2 separate regions of the Mus musculus genome follow, and region 2 is linked to region 1. Evidence: chromatin contacts called from public HiChIP or PLAC-seq data. All regions are on one chromosome and are shown on one strand. The core of a region is the stretch at or near the end of the contact, and the rest is flanking DNA. Distances in the headings are between cores, read along the strand shown.

What was found. HiChIP or PLAC-seq counts read pairs in DNA pulled down with a chosen protein or histone mark.
Region 2: an H3K27ac HiChIP or PLAC-seq map of microglia shows a contact between it and region 1, with 4 times the contacts expected there. The contact joins two enhancer-like sites. A contact is called at or near these places in 3 of 115 datasets of contacts at active chromatin or transcription factors (embryonic basal ganglia, embryonic stem cells and microglia) and 4 of 9 other capture datasets (adipose tissue, embryonic stem cells, liver and 1 more).

The regions. Positions count from the first base shown.
Region 1 is chr17:83,934,642-83,938,688 of GRCm38.p6, forward strand. No RefSeq gene overlaps it. Among named protein-coding and RNA genes, the nearest start is that of Gm35229, 17 kb to the right of the region's middle. Within about 2 kb of position 1,875, at least 82 of the 459 cell types and tissues checked have an H3K27ac peak or open chromatin away from gene starts, as enhancers often do. A contact at or near this core is called in adipose tissue and microglia, where this site is marked.
Region 2 is chr17:84,340,233-84,344,279 of GRCm38.p6, forward strand. All of the region lies in intron 26 of Thada (thyroid adenoma associated), which reads right to left. Among named protein-coding and RNA genes, the nearest start is that of Gm24722, 49 kb to the right of the region's middle. Within about 2 kb of position 2,324, at least 23 of the 459 cell types and tissues checked have an H3K27ac peak or open chromatin away from gene starts, as enhancers often do. A contact at or near this core is called in adipose tissue and microglia, where this site is marked.

The DNA.
Region 1 (4,047 bases), core at 625-3,124:
ACCGGCTCCTTCCATAGCTGTGTTTGTGGTGGCACAGATGTCCCCTGTTTTCCTTGGGAATTGGAGAATCTCATTTCCCTGACAGTGTGCCTTTGTGCCCAATCTTGGCTTGGGGTTGTTAGCATTAGTAGGATGTTACCAAATATTCCTTTTTCAGAGGGCTTCCCCACTCGGACTGGTGCTCTAAATCACCAGGCTCTGGCTTCTCTTAGTCCAATATCTCTACAGTTGTCCAACATGGTCCTCCTTGCTGTTCTGCTCATCATTCCCCAGTCCCTGGTCCCTTTCGGATGGCTGGATCCTGCTCCTGACCTCCCAGGGATCATTCCTGCTTAACAGAGACAGGTACCCAAAGGCCAACATCTTCCCTCTCCTGCCTCTACCTTGAGGTCAAAGGTGGAAATGGCAGGAAGGTGGAGGAAGGAAGAAAGGATGGAGAAGGGGAAGAAGAGAGAAGGAAGAGAGAAGGAAGGAGAGAAAAGAAGACAGGAGGGAAGGAGAGAGTGGAGAAAGAAAGGAAGAAAGAGAGGGAGAAGAGGGGAGAGAAAGAGAGTTGAGAGAGAGGAGAGGAGGAGAGGGGGGAGGGGGCGGAAGAGGGGGAGGGGGAAGGGGAGAGAGAGAGAGAGAGAGAGAGAGAACCAGTTGCAGGACTTCTTTGTAAAGGTCTAGAGTCAGAGCTGTAACTGTGAGGGCCAGCCCTTGCCAGGAAGGTGAATGCTCTACACAGCGTATCCTGTGGCCATTGATCTGGTGTGTTTGTTCATTTACTAGCTGGAGCAGGAAACCTGCCTGCCGTGCTGGCTTCCCTTCGCTTGGCTGGTCTCAGGGCCTACACCCTGCCCAAAAGGTAGACATCAGCACTCTGTTCACCAAGACAAGATGTTGATTCTCCGATCTGGCCTTGGATTCACTTCTAGGTATGGGAACAGACAAGATCCACATCAAAAGTTCTGTTTAGGATCGAGGAGAGAAAGGAGGTTTGGCCTGATCAGCAGATCTGCTGCTTAGAAACACAAACAAATAGTGAGCGCATTAATGACTAATGAGAACAGGTTTACAGGCTCCTGACACTCGCCAGTCATCTTTGGATCTCCCTGAAGCCAATGAGATAGGACAAGCGTCCTTCCTGACCTGAATCTTAGGGAAGTTTGCAAGAGTGGAGGAGGTTAGAGGGAGTGTCCACGTTTACACTCAGACTTGCTGAGTGTCACCTCGAAGGCCTGAGTGTCCCCTCCTCCTGAGTGGGACTGACATTGAGTGCCTTGCCCACTCATTGCAGGTGGCCCCTGGCAACTGAAAAAGCTAGCCATGGTTTGACACGTCTCTCTACACTCATCATATCCCAGGATGACCCTAGCATTTTAGGTGCACTCAGGACCCAGAAGGTTCACACTGGCCCTAGATGGGTCCTAAGGACAGGAAATCATCCTGCTTGTGTCTGGAGACAGGGACAGGGTCTTAGACTAAGACCATCCTGGAGAATCAGGTTCTTGCAAACCAAGTGACTCCTGGAAAGTCCCCTGCTTGTGACCCATTTCCTTCAGCTGTAAAGGGGTGGGGAAGTGGGGGGGGGCAGGGAGGGACACATGAGGAACGACAATCTTAATTTCTGAGCTGGGCATGGAGGCTCAAGCCTGTAAGTAGAGCACTTGGAAGGCTGAGGCAGGAGAATTGCTACAAGTTTGAGACTAGCTTGTGCTACATAGTGAGTCTCAGAGGAGTCTAAAATACAGAGTGAGACTTGCCTCAAAACAAAACAAAACAAAACAACCCCAAATTTATAATCAAAACAAAACATCTCTTCCACAAGGCCAGCAGTCGCCACCACAGCTGCCACGAGCCTCAGGAGCGCTCCTCATCTGGGTGGCCACCCAGGAAGAGGCGGTGCAGGCAGGGGGTGTTGAGAGATGAGCAGAGGACAAAGGGACAGGAAGAGGGGTGGCTTCTAGCATCTTCTTCAGCCAGATAGCTGTGAATGCACCTGCAGCCCTTTCAGTTCTATTGCTTTATGCAGTTAGCCCAGGATGTGCAGTTAGCCCAGGATGTGCAGTTAGCCCAGGATGACCCCAGTCAGTCTCACAGGTGAAGAAGCTGATGCCTAGGAGGCAAAAGCAGTAGCAGGTACCCTTGTCCCTGAGTGTCCGTGGATAGACCCTACCTAAGGCGTCTGCTGTCTGATTGAAGAGTCATTAACATGAGGTCACAAGGAGGAGCCGTCGAGGTCAGATTTCATGGGCGTGTCTGTCCTAGCCTCACCATCTGGAAGCCGTGGCGTCTCTGTAAGGGTGCCTGCCACCAAGCCTGATGATCTGAATTCAGTCCCCAGAGCCACACGATGGAAGGCCTGAGCCTACAGCTTGTCCCCTGACTTCCACAGCTGCACTGTGGTATCTCTCTCTTCCTCCCTCGAAATTAATTCATTTAAAAAAGTTAAAACAACCAACCGACCCCAAACCAACCGGACCATAGTTCTAGCCACCTGGGGACAGGACAGGCACCTGGGGGCAGCTTGTTTCTGGATTCCCAGGCCAGCATGCTTTGCCCCATGCCCCCTTGTTCCGGTTGGTACCTCAGTGAGTTGGGGGAACAGTGGCCATGCTTTTGCCTTCATGGGTCCATCTAAGTGCCCGTAGGCTCCTGCCGGTCATGGGCTGGGTTTCTTGGGAAAACAGGCAGTTGCTTTGAGAGCAGCTTCCAGCAGCTGAGCATGTCAACCCTCACGCCACCTCTGCTGTTCTCTGCTGCTCTCTACTCTGTCACTCAGGTGGTGGCGGGGTCTCTCTGGAGCAGGCCCTGCCTGGGGCGGTTGAACTTTTGGTGAGTGTTAGACTTGGTGCTCTCATTTCTTTTTGTGTTTTAGTTTTGTTTCCGGGCATGGTTTCTCTCTTAGCTCTCACTGGCTCCTCTCTCTGCAGCTCAGGCTGGCCTCAGACTAGCAGGGATCCCTCTGCCTCAGCTTCCTCATGCTGGGATTGTGGGCCTGAGGACCACGCTCCACAGTGTTCATCTCTGTGGCCTGGAAGGCTGGTGGGGAGGGTGCAAAGGGTTAACTTCATTTTGGCAGTAATTCTCTCTTGGCATCTGAGAGTGGACCGGCCAGGAGCTCTGCTTTCCCGTTGCCGCGGCAATGACACAAAACCGAGAGCAGACACGGATCTGGAGATGGTTAACTGGCCATGTTCCTGGCCGGCGGTGGCCCGCCAGAGAAACTGCTGGAAAGTCACATTAGAGTTTCCCAGCACTAAGGGTGAGAAAGGGGGTGTGGATCTGGGCTCCCCCAGAAAGTCTGGCTCTGGACAAAAGAGATAGAGCTGCTGTGTAGGTCAATGCAGGACTCCTTGCTCCTTGACTCTGAACCTTCAGAGCTCCGAACTTTCAGTGCCGAGAGCACGAAGCTCGACACAGAGCTGCCCACAACAATCTTTGTCAGCCACATTGAGCTGCTGGTTTAGTGGTTTTGATTTTTTCATTTTGCCTGCCTGCCTATCTATCTATCTATCTATCTATCTATCTATCTATCTATCTATCTATCTATCTATCTATCTTTCTATCTATCCAGATCTTACTGTGTAGCCCAGGCTGGCCTGGAACGTGATCCTCCTGTCTGAGCCTTGTTGGGATAAGAAGCACGCACCAGGCTTGTTTTCTTTCTCCCACTTCTCAGCTTTCCCACTCTCCTGCTCCTGCAGCCTTGCTATCCAGGTGCCTCCTGAGGGGACTTCGGATTGTCTCTGGACCAGCCCTACTCAGACCTGAGATCTCAGTCTGAATGGCACTTCGGGAAGACTTCTGCACCTAGACTGGGGCCCTTTTGTGTTATGGGCTTCCTGATGTACTGACTGTCACCTTTCAGACAACCACATGCCTAGTCCCTCACATTTCTCCACTTTCTTGGGCCACCCATGAGGTGGAGGTTGGATGTGGCTTCTTTGCCTCGGAGCCTACGCAGAGGGTCTGTTAGAGGGGCAGCACCACTCACAACTTTGGAAAAGAAGACGATTGTGTGGGGGAAGGGCAGGTCACCGGGTCACCAGGTGCCCTCTGGGA
Region 2 (4,047 bases), core at 1,074-3,573, 410 kb after region 1:
TAGCCGCCATGATGGCTCAGACAGTTTAGGTGCTACAACTTTCATGTACCTAGGCCACAGGGTAACTAGAAGATTCACACTTCATCCTGTTCAATGACCTGAACTCTAGCAATTAGACGACGGCCACCAGTCTGATGATGATACTGCGTAATTTTCCTAAATAAACAGCCATAGTGGAGAAGGTGAAAGGATGTTATAAGAATGAAGTGTTTCTGGGGCCGGAGAAATGGCTCAGTGGTTAAGAGCACTGGCTGCTCTTCCAGAGGTCCTGAGTTCAATTCCCAGCAACCACATGGTGGCTCACAACCATCTGTGATGGTACCAGATACCCTCTTCTGGTGTGTCTGAAGAGAGTGACAGTGTACTCACATACATAATATAAATAAATAAATCTTTAAAAAAAAAAAAAGAATGAAGTGTTCCTCTTCCACTCAGCCCTTCAAGACAGACAGTCTCAATCAGACAGCGAATGAGGGGAAGTGACGTCACAGCTACTGAAAGGAGACAGCACTGTGGTGATGGCAGCAGCACAACCTTAGGACACCCACTAGGCCAGGAGATGGAACAAAGGCAAGAAAGTGTCTCAACTGCCTTCCTCACCAAGGAAGTTGCTCTGTTGTAACCCCTATACCTTGCAACCCTACAAACCTAGTAATGGCCATGTCTGTCCTCCACGTGGAGAAGATTCTTTAAGCACAATCTGATAGCCTTGTTAAGATGCTGGGGGTGTTGGGGGACCTGGAGAGATGATTCAGGAGCTAAGAACATTGGTTGCTCATCCAGAGGTCACAGGTTCAATTCTCAGCACCTACATGGTGGTTTACAACTGTCTGCAACTCCAGTTCCAGGGTCCCTGACACACAGATAGACATGTAGGCAAAACACCAAATGCACATAAAATAAAAATAACTAAAGAAAATAAAACATTACAAACATGTCCGTAAGGAAACTGAACTCAATGGCCCTGGACCCAGCATGTCACCTCTCTGTGCACAAGACATCTTGACATCTCTGGGCATCTTGTCTTTCTCTGTAGCCCTAAGAAGTTACTGCATGGGGCTGGTGATAAGGGCAAAAGAGGGCAGGCTAGACCAACTACCCATATTCTCTAAAATTAAAGCCTGAAATCAGTGACATGACAGGAGCTATGACATTTAAGGTTTACCAGCTGGGTTTTAGGCTATGCTAGAGACAATGTAAACACATACTTCTCACCCAATATAAAACAGTCTCCTAAAATTACAGACGGAGGCTTTACTTAAGGAAGCACCATGCATACCCTTGGAATTATACTTTCCTCTGCCTTTAACTTGCCTCCTTCCTCAAAACTGATGCTCTAAATACTAGCAGTCAAGATCTATCTGTGATAAGGCTACATTTGGTTAGTCATAGAAACTCCTTGTGAAGAAGTGGCCCAACTTTTGTAAACTCTGCAGTCAATTCCTTCTACTATAAGGAAGATCACAGGGTACAAAAGATTTCAGTTTTAACTAGAGTAATCACGAACATGAAGGTCATTTAGGTCTGCTCCAAAACCCAAGGCAGAACTATAGTGCATAGGAAACTGTCCGAGGCTTCAATCTCCAGGCTGAGATAAAGACTTTTTGAGGTATCTGGATTAGTGCCCAAGGCTAGATGGAAAGGGAATACAGAAAACCAGGGAGCCCTCTGCTGTACAAACACCAATGTGGTGCTAATTAGATCTCAGGTGCTAGGGTCTGTAGCTGATGTTAATACTGAAGGTTGTATCCATTTCACTGACAGCAGTTTCAATTAATTAAATGCTGTATTAGACAAAATGCATGATTTTAGTCCCAACTTGCCAGTCAGATTAATGAAAGGAACTGAGAACATAGCAATCTCATGAGAAAATTCTCCAAAAATCAAGGCGACATTAGAAATAAGGGCTGGGGCTGGGGCTCAGATGTAGAGTCCTTACTTAGTATTCACAAAGTCGTGGGTTTGAAACCCAGCACCACATGAAACTGCATGTATTGGTACAATCCTGTAATCCTAGTGCTCAGAAGTGGAGGCAGAAGGATCCAGATTTCAAGGCTATGGCTGACTACATAGAGAGTTGAAGGCCAGCTTGGAATTCATGAAATTCGGTCTCAAAAACACCCCCCACCACAAAAAGAAAGCTGTAAACGATGGTGCCATTGAGGCACAGTTGTCTAGAAGTTCACATGACCAAACAGCGTACACTGAAGCAGCAATTGTCCTGTCCAAGGAAGCGTCCACTCAAGGATGCTTACATAATGAAGAGCCCTGGGAGGCGTGGTGCCTCCCTCTGGACAGAGGACAGAAAAGCTGTATGCTCTTTACAAAAGAGCTCTATGCTCTTTACAAAAGGGCTCCCTCCTGCTCCTAATTCCTCTGCTGTGAAGCAACCCACAGCAGATACAAGTATCTGTTCCTCTTTAGATTACGCTGTGCTCACTGGAGCTCAATCTGGGCACAAAACTGCTGATTCCTAGTTATTGGCATTTGCTTGTACAGAAATTAATACTAGACAATTAACATAAAACCAATCAGCAATGATGCTGCTATACACTTCTAATCCTAGAACATGGAAAACTAAGACATGAAGATTGCTATGAGTTTGAGGCCAGCCTGATCTATAATACATAGAGTTTCAGACCACAAACACAGACAGACACAGACAGACAGAAAAACAAACACATACACACAGCACTCATATTATAATCAGAACCTAAATACTTCTACTTAAATAAAAGTTAATCTGGAAGTAATCGAGGTTGTATTTCTAATGCCATTTTACTAGAAATATGGCAGTCCAATAAAACAAACTAAACAATATTGCAAGAGCACTCACAATTTTGTACACTGCATAAGAAAACCAAATTCTACAAACAAGCCAACAGCAGCAGAAGAATATAAAGTATTACAAAACAAAAGGCTTTCAAGACTGAAACATTCACAGAGATGAGCTAAAGCAGACTAAATGCAATGTATACAAGTTGCCTGGTTCTTGGTTCGAATAAATCAACTACAGAAAGACCTGTAGAACTTTAAAGGAAGTCTGCAGATTGAAGAATTAACTTTGCCAGATGTGGTGATTATAACAGTGGAATTTCTTCTTGTTCTTTTTAAAAAAGATTTATTTATTTAGTTTATGTATATGAGTACACCATTGCTCTCTTCAGACACACCAGAGGAGGGCATCAGACCCCATTACAGATGGTTGTGAGCCACCATGTGGTTGCTGGGAATTGAACTCAGGACCTCTGTAAGAGCAGTCAATGCTCTCAACCACTGAGCCATCTCTCCAGCACATGGTATTTCTTCTTAAATTTCTTTAATCATGTACACCAAATGGATTTATAGGAAAAATGACATGGTATGTACAAACTCCAGGAAATGAAGAATGAAGATAGGCAAAATGCTGACTACAGCCAAGGCCGAGTAGTGGTGTAATGAGGGGCAGTTCTTGTCATTATTAAATACACTGACAATTCTAATAATAAAATGTTTTAAATTCAAAATAAAAATACAAGTTGCAAAAGACCTGCAAGTATTCCTAAAACTTTCCATGTACCTAAAGACTGGGCTAAGCCAGGCAGTGGTGATGCACGCCTTTAATCCTAGCACTTGGGAGGCAGAGGCAGGCAGATTTCTAAGTTTGAGGCGAGCCTGGTCTACAGAGTTCCAGGATATCCAGGGCTACACAGAGAAGCCCTGTCTCGAAAAAGCTAAATATTTATATAGTGTACTCAAAGGGTATATAATACTTACAATTCATATGCATTGTCAAACAGAACCTCAAGAACGGGATGAGAGTGATAATATAAGATGCCTAATCTACCCTCCACTTACTCAAGTCATCTTGGACCCCAGGTATCAGATGGTATGCTAATTCTCGTCTCCAACTTGCCACAACTATCTGAGTTTTCACAGACATATTGATTGATGAACCACCACTTGGAATCATGCCTTACTATGTGTAGGTTTGTCAAAGGTTTTGGGATGCATGTATTAGAAGCTTATTTGGGGGTGGGGGTTGAGACAGGGTTTCTCTATATAGCC